2 separate regions of the Mus musculus genome follow, and region 1 is linked to region 2. The links are chromatin contacts, called in public Micro-C maps. All regions are on one chromosome and are shown on one strand. The core of a region is the stretch at or near the end of the contact, and the rest is flanking DNA. Distances in the headings are between cores, read along the strand shown.

Region 1 (5,881 bases), core at 2,063-4,562, 770 kb before region 2:
TTCTTTTTACATTTTTCAGGAGTTCTTGTGAAATGACTTAGGTTTAAGTGCTGCAGGGTAGGCCACCCATGTTTCTGATATTTTGTTACTTTCTTTTCAGATCCCTCCTCCAAGTTTGATTTTTCTTCTTCTGATTCATCACTACCCCTGAGCTGCCTTTCTCAAGGGATAGATGTTGTTCCCTCCTTCTGCTGTAATGTCATCATTCCTAGTTTTTGTACATTTTCTTTTTTTTCTTTTTTCTCTTCCTTCCTTCCTTCCTTCCTTCCTTCCTTCCTTCCTTCCTTCCTTCCTTCCTTCCCCTCTCTCTCTCTCTCTCTCTCTCTCTCTCTCTCTCTCTTTTTTTTTTTTGAGACAGGGTTTCTCTGTATAGCCTTGGCTGTCCTAGAACTCAATCGGTAGACCAAGCTGGCCTTGAACTCAGAAATCCACCTGCCTCTGCCTCCCAAGTGGTGGGATTAAAGGCATGAGCCACCACTGCCCAGCTTTTGTACATTTTCTAGGAGAATAGATCACATGATTTTTTTCATTCATTTTTTTTTTTACAAAAGTTCACTAAAAGTTGTTCAAATCACAAATTTAATAAGAAGTTTACAACAAAAATACTTACAAGTGTTTCCATTAGAAGTAGTTTTCTAGTTAGATATTCATTATCTGTCACTAACTCCACAGGTTCACTGAGAGTCTAAAACTAAAATTTTTGTATTAAGTTAGCTTTGAAGTTTTATATAGATAAACCCAGTCAATATCTTGTTTTCTGTCCTTGCACTTAGAATAAATCATTCTTTCTCTTTTATGACCTTTGGTTAATTGTTTTATTGCCTCTAGGAATGTGCTTCTAAGTGCTAAATGTCTGGTTTTTCTCTCTCAGAAGCAATTACCTCTTGACACATGAAGACTGGCAGAGCTATAATTGCAGTTTTCATATCAGAGAGGGCTTTAATATCAGTCCTATTATAAAAGGCTTAATAAATACTAGAATAATTCTAAGAATTCACATAAGATCATCATTAAGAAATCATCAATTTGTCTATATAGCACTACAAGACAGCACATCTTCATTGATCTGTAGAAATCTGGCCAATAGGGTAGGCTAATGCTCAGGATTTATATATTAACTGCATAAGGACAGAAACGGCATATCAGCTGCAGGAATTATTTCCTGAGATTTGCCCTTTGGGCCTCGCCTCTCTCTCAAAGGTTCTTTCATTGTAGTTTCATGTAGTGAAACATCTCTGGACGATCACCTGCTACCTTATAGCTGTTGTTAGATGGCTCCTGACAAAGTAGCATATATATATGGTACATTCTAGAAAAGAATCAAATATATATCATATATATGGCAAATTAAATTAAAATTTCTATGTATAGATTTTCATTATAAGCCTTTTGTTATAAGTTTAAAGCTAGGTTTTGTTTTTACAGATTCTTTAACCTCACCCAATGAACTTACAAATTAACCTGTGATAAAGACTATTTACACAATAATCTTAAAAGATGTCTTGAGAAATTATAGAGATTCAAGAGTCGAAAGCTGTAGAACCTTAGAAATAGACGATGTTAGGATCATTTGCATTTGGGATGGCAAAAGTTGTTACAATCTGCAAGAATTTGGAACTTGAGTGTGCCACCTTTGGCCTTTGACCTATACTTCGGCCAAGCTATTCTCAATAAGAAATCAAGGCTTCAAGAAAAATCTCTGAGTCCGAGAAAGGAATGGAGTCCAAGGAGGAAAGGTGGTGAAAGAACTCCCCATAGGGAGGTTTAGACAGTGAAGAGACAGAGAATAGTGTAGCCATAAGAGACAAAGAGGAACAAGCAGGACCTCCACCCGACGGAGGGTCCCAATACTATAGAAGCCAAAAGGGCACAGAGAAGCTGCAAGACCTTGTAGGCATCTCTGAGGGGGAGGCAAGAAAACTTGCAATGTAGGGACCCAGGAGGGCCCAAGGAGAGACAGTGCAGGTAGCTGCAAGGAGAAGGGGGCAAGGAAAGGCTGCAGACTCTGGAGTATGTAGGCAGCTCCTAAGGGGAGGTGAAGAAGTTCCAGGAAGGAGCTGAGAGGAGTCATGATGGAGCAGAGGGATAAGTGTCATGGTAACAAGAATTTCAATCTGGAGCATCCCCAATCAACTGAGAAACTTGTCAGAGAGAAATGCCCCAAATCACAGAGCAGAGGTATTCCTTTCCACATGACGAGGGCCCAGTAGGGTGAAAGGAAGCTTCTTGTCATACTGGTATGGCTTTTATAGCAAAGGTAGACAAAATAGGGAGCTTTTTAGTAACACCCAGTAGAAGGGGAAAGACAAGTGGTTAGAGAAGGTAGAGGAAGAAACAGTTGGAGAGGTGCAAACGTCTTAGTAAGTAGAATTGCCCATGTGGTGGCTGTGTCATGGTATCACCCCACCACCACCCCAAGGGGCTTTGTAGGAGATGCCTATGTGGTGGGCAAAAGAAGAGATATGACCATGTAATTAGCAGACCAAAAGGGTGTGAGGGACCAAAAGCCATGTGGGGAGAGGAAGAGGAGAATGGAGAGAAAAGAACCAAGGATTGTGGATTATGTAGAGCAGAGCCTCTTGGGGGAAGGGCAGCCCATTCCTTGGGCTGAAAAGTTCAGGACAGAAGGTGGAGTATGTCAGCTATACACTGTAATAGGTAAGGACTGAGGGATGCTGGAAGAACCCAGAGGCCATACTTTAGTGTAAAACCCATAGAAACACTCTTGAGGCCAAATGTACAAGTTGAAGACAAAAAGAGTGTAATAAATGCAAATGTATTGAGAGACAGTTCGCTGACTTTTTGAGGGATTTTCTTGGAGTATAGTTCTCGAGTGCTGGGGAAATGGGCTGGGGTGGTAATGCTCTTGGAGTGAAGGATGTAGTGTTCTCGGAGTGAAGAGGAAACAGGAGAAGCTGCTGGGAGAACAGCACTATGGTTTCCGATTGGTAACTGCATCTGCAGTGGGAGATGTTTTGTTTTCTTTCATTCTTTGTTTGCTGCTTCCTCTTGTTGGGCCAGTTCTTGGCTGTGTTTCCTCCTCAATCAAGTAAGAGTGGTTTCAAATTAGACAATCCTCTTAAGCTTGGGAGTCTTTCACCATGAGGTCTGTGACCAGCTCCACATCCAGACTATCAAGCTCAGCTTCAAATAACTCTGTTTCTAAACAGTGGGTGGCTTCAGCTCCACCTGCTGTTTATAAAAGAGAGAGACAGGATATGTTTAAAGAGACAGGTATGGTGAGGTTGGAAGAGTGCTTCAGCTGGCCCTAGGCCCTCCCTCGCTGAGGCATCCCTTCCCCCTGAGGTACCAGCCATCAGGCGGGCGGGTGCATAGGATAGGATAGGGAATAGGACACGGGAAGGGGAGTTGAGAAGGGAGTAGAGGCAGAGAAAGACAGCAAAAGAAAGAGTAGAGAAGGAAAGGCGGAAGCACAGAGCCGCTGAGACAGCACCCTTTGCGGGCAGCAGACAGCCGGCCACTGTCCGGACCAGAGGACAGGTGTCCGCCTGGGTCAGGAGGCGGCCTCAGCCTCAGCAGCAGCGGTCGCCATCTTGTTCCGGGACCCACCGAACTTAGGAAATTAGTCTGAACAGGTGAGAGGGTGCGCCAGAGAACCGGACAGCTTCTGGAACAGGCGGAAGCACAGAGCCGCTGAGGCAGCACCCTTTGCGGGCCGTAGACAGCCGGCCACCCTCCGGACCGGAGGACAGGTGTCCGCCCGGCTTGGGAGGCGGCCTCAGCCTCAGCAGCAGCGGTCGCCATCTTGCTCCGAGACCCGCCGAACTTAGGAAATTAGTCTGAACAGGTGAGAGGGTGCGCCAGAGAACCGGACAGCTTCTGGGAAAGGCAGAAGCACAGAGCCGCTGAGGCAGCACCCTTTGCGGGCCGTAGACAGCCGGCCACCCTCCGGACGGGAGGACAGGTGTCTGCCTGGCTTGGGAGGCGGACTCAGCCTCAGGAGCAGCGGTCGCCATCTTGTTCCGGGACCCGCCGAACTTAGGAAATTAGTCTGAACAGGCAAGAGGGTGCGCCAGAGAACTGGACAGCTTCTGGGAAAGGCGGAAGCACAGAGCCGCTGAGACAGCACCCTTTGCGGGCAGCAGACAGCCGGCCACTGTCCGGACCAGAGGACAGGTGTCCGCCTGGGTCGGAAGGCGGCCTCAGCCTCAGGAGCAGCGGTCGCCATCTTATTCCGGGACCCGCCGGACTTAGGAAATTAGTCTGAACAGGCGAGAGGGTGCGCCAGAGAACCGGACAGCTTCTGGGAAAGGCAGAAGCACAGAGCCGCTGAGGCAGCACCCTTTGAGGGCCGTAGAAAGCCGGCCACCCTCCGGACCGGAGGACAGGTGTCCGCCCGGCTTGGGAGGCGGCCTCAGCCTCAGGAGCAGCGGTCGCCATCTTGCTCCGGGACCCGCCGAACTTAGGAAATTAGTCTGAACAGGTGAGAGGGTGCGCCAGAGAACCATACAGCTTCGGGGAACTGCCAAAGCAACACAGCTTCTGAGAAAGGTCCTGTTTTGGGCCTTCTTCTTCGGCCAGGAGGAGGTCCAAATACAAGATATCTGCGCACCTTCCCTGTAAGAGAGCTTGCCAGCAGAGAGTGCTCTGAGCACTGAAACTCAGAGGAGAGAATCTGTCTCCCAGGTCTGCTGATAGACGGTAACAGAATCACCAGAAGAACAATCTCTAAATAGAGTCAACTATAACTACTAACTCCAGAGATTACCAGATGGCGAAAGGTAAATGTAGGAATCTTACTAACAGGAACCAAGACCACTCACCATCATCAGAACCCAGCACTCCCACTTCGCCCAGTCCAGGGAACCCCAACACACCCGAAAACCTAGACCTAGATTTAAAAGCATATCTCACGATGATGGTAGAGGACATCAAGAAGGACTTTAATAAATCACTTAAAGAAATACAGGAGAACAATGCTAAAGAGTTACAAGTCCTTAAAGAAAAACAGGAAAACACAATCAAACAGGTAGAAGTCCTTACAGAAAAAGAGGAAAAAACATACAAACAGGTGATGGAAATGAACAAAACCATACTAGACCTAAAAAGGGAAGTAGACACAATAAAGAAAACTCAAAGTGAGGCAACACTGGAGATAGAAACCATAGGAAAGAAATCTGGAACCATAGATTTGAGCATCAGCAACAGAATACAAGAGATGGAAGAGAGAATCTCAGGTGCAGAAGATTCCATAGAGAACATCGGCACAACAATCAAGGAAAATGGAAAATGCAAAAAGATCCTAACTCAAAATATCCAGGAAATCCAGGACACAATAAGAAGACCAAACCTATGGATAATAGGAGTGGATGGGAATGAAGATTTTCAACTCAAAGGTCCAGCAAACATCTTCAACAAAATTATTGAAGAAAACTTCCCAAATCTAAAGAATGAGATGCCTATGAACATACAAGAAGCCTACAGAACTCCAAATAGACTGGACCAGAAAAGAAATTCCTCCCGACACATAATAATCAGAACAACAAATGCACTAAATAAAGATAGAATACTAAAAGCAGTAAGGGAGAAAGGTCAAGTAACATATAAAGGCAAGCCTATCAGAATTACACCAGATTTTTCACCAGAGACTATGAAAGCCAGAAGAGCCTGGACAGATGTTATACACACACTAAGAGAACACAAATTCAAGCCCAGGCTACTATACCCAGCCAAACTCTCAATTATCATAGATGGAGAAACCAAAGTATTCCACGACAAAACCAAATTCACACATTATCTCTCCACGAATCCAGCCCTTAAAGGATAATAACAGAAAAAAACCAATACAAGAACGGGAACAACGCCCTAGAAAAAACAAGAAGGTAATCCCTCAACAAACCTAAAAGAAGACAGCCACAAG
Region 2 (5,734 bases), core at 1,378-3,877:
TGATGGATTATGATCTGGAAGCGTAAAGCTTGTTCTCCAACTTGATCTTTGGTCATGGTGGTTTTGTCTCAGTAATAGAAATGTTGACTAAGACACCAACCATGGCCTAGTCTGAAGGGCCCATGATTTGCCTATTCTACACTCTCTGGTTTGAGTGGGAAATACAATCTTCACCGATAACCACATGAATGAATGAATGAATGAATGATCAAAATCTGGATGAACAGCTGAAAGGAAAAGAACACGTTCACTAACAAAGATGCTCCCCAACTTAGATGAAGGCAGGCCACAGACTATTCAACCCAAAAGTAGGAACAATGGCGGAAGTTACATTCTGTGGAAACAGAGGCAGCACTATTGTAGCCAAAGCAACAGATAGAAAAAAACAAAATTGCCCCAAGCATCCAGAGAGCCAAGCAAGGAATAAATTACCCCTTTATATTTATAAGTCAAGCCAAGAAATGCTGGGCTAATCCTGACAACCACTGATGAATGGTGATTCGATGATATTGTCTGAAAAGAAGAATCTGGCTACATTTAGCTAGGGGGTGGTCAAGAGGTGTGCAGAGAGAGGAAACCGCCACAAAGTCTTGCAGTGTCTTCAGTATAATGTCAGGCCAACACCCTCACAGATGTGAACTGGAAATCTTGACCTTGATGATGAGATGATTAAGCTGGCCACAACAACGAGTTTTATGTCCCCCTTTCTAAAAGTTAAATACTATAGCCACGTTGTGTGCCTTTTCAGTCATATGCATTCTTAATCTTTTCCCATTGATTTCCCTTGTTCTTAAAGGCTGGAATTAAGTCTCCCTTTGAACTCATGATTCATCATTCTCCATTCCAGAGAATGGACTCCATCATTCTCTACATCACTTTTTGAAAGTATATTGCACACATTCATGATTTCAAGGACACCCTCTTCTGCAGACCCAAAAATAATTTCTAGGAAGGATAGATGTACTGAGAAACTTTTATAATTAAACAGAGGGATTGCAAATAATCTACACCATGCCAGCAAAATGTCTTAGGTAAAGGCACCTATGGATGGTCTGAGTTGGGTACCTAGGACCCACAGAGTGGACAGAAATGATTCCTGAAAGTTGTTTCTGACTATCTGCATGCCACAAAATATATGCACTCATTCACAGGCACACAAAACCAATGAGTAAATAAATAGTAATTCAGTAATAATATTTTTAAGAGATCCACCCAATTCAAGATCTGAGGCAGCTGCCTTGGGGCTGAGTATGCTCTCCTTTGATTGCCCATGGGTAGGCTCATAAATACATGGCAACTGTTGTGTTTCAAAGAAGAAGGTGAGAAGAAGAAGTTACAGCTGAAGAGACAGGGAAGGAAGGGAGTCCCTGTGTAATTCTGTGTGGACCCTAATATGGCCAGCAATTGTAAACAGACATTTTCCAAACAAGTGAAAAAAAATCTGTATATAATCTGAATAAGTAAACTGATACTGCAGCATTTTATTAGGTCAGAAATGTTTATGAAAGATATGCATGTGCATATATAAACATCATTAGAAATGTATGTCCAATTTACCCACAAACTGGTAATAATGTATATAATTTGATTGACAGGCAACTAATAGTTGTTGAAGCTGGGTGATGGGGCACAGGGATTCGTTATGGCTTTCTCTTGTTTTCTTGAGTGTGTGGATATGGAGGAGACAAGCTAAATCGGAGTGAGCGGAGGAAAGACAGAACAGCAGTTCTGCTATCTTGGTGGCTCCTGCACATTTTATGAACTGCATTGCCCTAGATCCCTGAAATCCTGGAGATGCAGACAAGGCTGATGGGCAACAACTAAGGTGGTCGGGTCAACTTGTCACAAGTCTTTTGAAGTCCCAAACACAACACAGGGACTTGCAAGTAAATATAAGTGTTCAGTGGAATGAGTGTTCTGACTCTTAAAGGAGAAGGTCATTCCTTGAGGCTGAATTACTAAGGAGCAAGGAAACGGGACATACTCACAAGAAATAGCTGCTGCAAAGCACTCTGGGTACTGTAAATTGCTCTCTACATTACATACGTTGATTTAACTCTCTAATCAAATAACAAGTAAATATTCTGATCCTAAATAAAAAACTAAGGAACAAAGAAATTTTGTCACTTGTACAATCAAGTTAAGGAGTTGAAATGCTAGAATTAAAACCAAATACCGAATTCCAAAGCCCATGTTTTTATCTTCTATTTGTTTATTCCCCACTTTCCTCTCTCTCTCTCTCTCTCTCTCTCTCTCTCTCTCTCTCTCTCCCTCCCCCCTCCGTCCCCCTCCTTCCATCCCTCCCCCTCCTGTCTCCCCCTCCCTCTCTCCCTCCTCTTCCCCTCCCCCTCCCTCTCTCTCTCTTGAGTTGAATATTGAGGCTGCCTCTTAAAACCCCTCAAATTCCTGAGACTTTTTTCCCCTCCATCCTTCTGGAAGTGTGCTCGGTTTAAGCTCAGTAAAGGGCACTGGCAGAAGCCGAAAGGACTTACAAAATGGAAAATGTGACCATTAGCATGGAAGCGTATCAGAAAACTCTAACGTGGTTAAAGAACACAGAATAGACAGATGAACCAACAGAATGTTGCAAACTACAAAGAACGCACTCGGCTGGCTCTAGGCATTGTCAGGAAAAACTGGTTTGGTCAGTTTAGCATCCGAGGGGATCAGGGCCAGACTGCTGCTTGGAGCTAGCCTTAGGGGATGGGCAAAACCACTGTGGCTGGTCCCTAGACAGATTTAGCCTGTTTTTTTTAAACTACACACCCATTACCTGATGTTCCTAAGTTAAATGTGGGTGTGTGTGTGTGTGTGTGTGTGTGTGTGTGTGTGTGCACGCGCGCGTACTCGTGTGCTGTTATCAATAACTGTATTCCACCCCAGGGCAGGGAAAAACTTTCTTTTCTCTTTTTTTTTTTTTTTTTTTTAAAGATTTATTTATTTATTATATGTAAGTACACTGTAGTTGTCTTCAGATACACCAGAAGAGGGCACCAGATCTCATTACGGGTGGTTGTGAGCCACCATGTGGTTGCTGGGATTTGAACTTCAGACCTTCGGAAGAGCAGTCGGGTGCCCTTACCCACTGAGCCATCTCACCAGCCCCTTCTCTTTTTTTCCATAATATTTTTGTGGCTTTATCAATTTCTCATTACTTACCCTATCACATCCACTGCTGGGTTATCCAATGTCAACTTCCTCCTTCCTGTGACCTCCCCCAAAACTAAGAAGGAGGAAGAGGGAAAAAAAAAAAAAAAAAAAAAAAAAACCCTCCCAGTGACCAGCCCTTAAAGACAACTGAGTCTTTCCCCGCCCCACACCATCAATTGTGGAGAGCTGGGCCTCAGCAACATTGCTACAATTTTTAAGAGTTCTCTTCCATAGTTTTCTAAGAGCTACTTTTGGTGGGGTGGGGTGGGGTGGGGTGGGGTGGGGTGGGGTGGGGTGGGGTGGGGTGGGGGGAGCAAAGTGAGTAGGGGATGTCACAGAAGCCTTCTATGTCCCTCTTTCTCAACTGTGAGTGTGCATTTATAGATACCTCTGCAAAAGTAGCTTCCTTGTCTTTATGGTGAGCAAAAACAAAGATCATGGACTTCTACATGGTTTCTGCCACAGCATGGGCCACAGAAGCTATAGTGACAGCACAGGCCACTCACATCAACATGGCCCCTGTATTAGTCAGGGTTCTCTAGAGTCACAGAACTTATGGATAGTCTCTATAAAATAAAGGAATTTATTGATGATTTACAGTCTGCAGCCCAAATCCCAACAATGGCTCAGTAGTAGCTGTGAATGGAAGTCCAAGGATCTAGCAGTTACTCAGTCTCACACAGCAAGCAGGCGAGGGAGCAAGAGCAAGACTCCCTTCTTCCAATGTCCTTATATTGTCTCCAGCAGAAGGTGTAGCCCAGATTAAAGGTGTGTTCCATCACACCTTTAATCCCAGATGAAAGGTGTAGCCCAGATTAAAGGTATGTCCCACCACACCTTTAATCCCGGATGACCTTGAACTCGGAGATTTAATCTTCTGGAATCCATAGCCACTATGCTTCAAGATCTCCATACCAAGATCCAGATCAGAAACTTCTATCTCCAAGCCTCCAGATAAGGGTCACTGGTGAGCCTTCCAATTCTGGATTGTAGTTCATTCCAAATATAGTCAAGTTGACAACCAGGAATAGCCACTACAGCCCCTGTAGGCAGCTCAGCCCATGGACACCAAGACGGCATCAGGTGGCAGCACAGACCCTAAACATCTACATGGCCCTTGGTGGTAACACAGGTCACAGACATCAATTTAACCCTCAGCTACAGTAGGCCCAGGAGCCCAGACATGGCCCTCAGGGGCAGCCCAGCCCAGGGACACTGCTTTCCTTTGAAAAGAATTCCATTTATTATCTCTTGCTAATACATAAAAATACAGGAGAAACCTTTCCCTTCAGTCTCAATCAGGTTTCATCATGATTAAAAATGATCTCAACTGTGTGTTTGTCCACCACTTTGACCAAAAATCTACATAAAATGAGAAAGGCTACTACCTTCCTGCGCTGGAGCGGTGTTCCTTCGGGGAAATCAGCAGTAAGCTAGGGGCAGCCCCCAGGATCACCTGACGGATGGGTTTCTGTGGTCACCACAGAAACAATGGGCTGGTTTTTTGATGGACAACATAGAGCTGGACAATACTTTGATATCATTTCACATGGCACTTAATATAAAATCATGGATTCTCTTGATAGTTCATATCATCCCAAGCTAAACAAGAAGACGAGAAGACCTCAAGAGAAAGGCAACCCCAGTTCAGCAGAACCTAGCACCACTCACTTTAGAAAACCCAGCTTCAAGGCTGCCTGGACCTTCTGCCCACCATGGTAGCTGGGAGAGTTATAGAAGCTGATCACAGCCCACCTCATCAAACAGGTACAAGAAAGCCATCCAAAACGGCACGCCTCTGGTTTTTGTGTTCCCCAGCACCGACCCAGGTAAACAGCATGTTCAGATGGCAAATTGGCTGCAGGAAGTGAAAATTTGAGAAGCCACTCATTATGCAGATAGCAGCAAGGCTCCTGGTGACAGCCAGTGGCCACCCAACTGGATCCCTTTCCTTTCTCATGGCCACTAAGATGTCCTTGCTTTCTAACTACAGCAGTGGACGATTCTCCCATGAGTAAACTGTAGCATCTGACCATACTTAAGGAAAGATCAACAAGGTTTCTCCAGTCAGCTTGCTCTCTGAGTTTGAATGATCACTACTTAAGGCTTTTTCCACTCTGTCCAAATTCCCAGGCTCCTTTAACTCCTTCATTTCAGCCAAATACTCTGGTCTCCTGCCACACAGAAATGGCAGGCTCAGACTGGAAGTCTAGAAAGATTCCACCTTGGTGGATTGGAAGTGGGGCTGTTGTTGTTGTTGTTTTTTGATGGATGTCAGTTTTTTTGAGACAAGGTCTCACCATGTAGCCCTGGCTGCCCATAATTCACTATGTAGACCAGGCTGGCCTTGAACTCATCTGATTTTTTGTTTTGTTTCTGTTTTCTTTTCTTTTAGTTTTGTATTTTAAATTTATACAGATAACTGTAACTAAGATTACAGATACACTAAAAAGACTTTGTAAAGCTACCTTTACATTTTAAAAACGTGTTATTATTGTGTGTGCATGTATGATGTGTGGGTTTGATGAGTACAGGTGTCAAGGTTGACATGAGGAGGTCTGTGCTGGTTTGAATAAGAATAAGC

The links. A called contact is a pair of places that touch in the nucleus more often than the background predicts.
Region 1: a contact with region 2 is called in a Micro-C map of embryonic stem cells, with 2.6 times the contacts expected there. The contact joins two enhancer-like sites. A contact is called at or near these places in 1 of 39 promoter capture datasets (cranial neural crest), 1 of 484 Hi-C or Micro-C datasets (embryonic stem cells), 2 of 115 datasets of contacts at active chromatin or transcription factors (astrocytes and embryonic stem cells) and 3 of 9 other capture datasets (adipose tissue, embryonic stem cells and liver).

What each region holds. Positions count from the first base shown.
Region 1 is chr4:49,464,927-49,470,807 of GRCm38.p6, reverse strand. It overlaps a transcript of Acnat1 not described here. Among named protein-coding and RNA genes, the nearest start is that of Gm26424, 6.4 kb to the left of the region's middle. Within about 2 kb of position 3,312, at least 7 of the 459 cell types and tissues checked have an H3K27ac peak or open chromatin away from gene starts, as enhancers often do. A contact at or near this core is called in embryonic stem cells, where this site is marked.
Region 2 is chr4:48,694,429-48,700,162 of GRCm38.p6, reverse strand. No RefSeq gene overlaps it. Among named protein-coding and RNA genes, the nearest start is that of Cavin4, 34 kb to the right of the region's middle. Within about 2 kb of position 2,627, at least 19 of the 459 cell types and tissues checked have an H3K27ac peak or open chromatin away from gene starts, as enhancers often do. A contact at or near this core is called in embryonic stem cells, where this site is marked.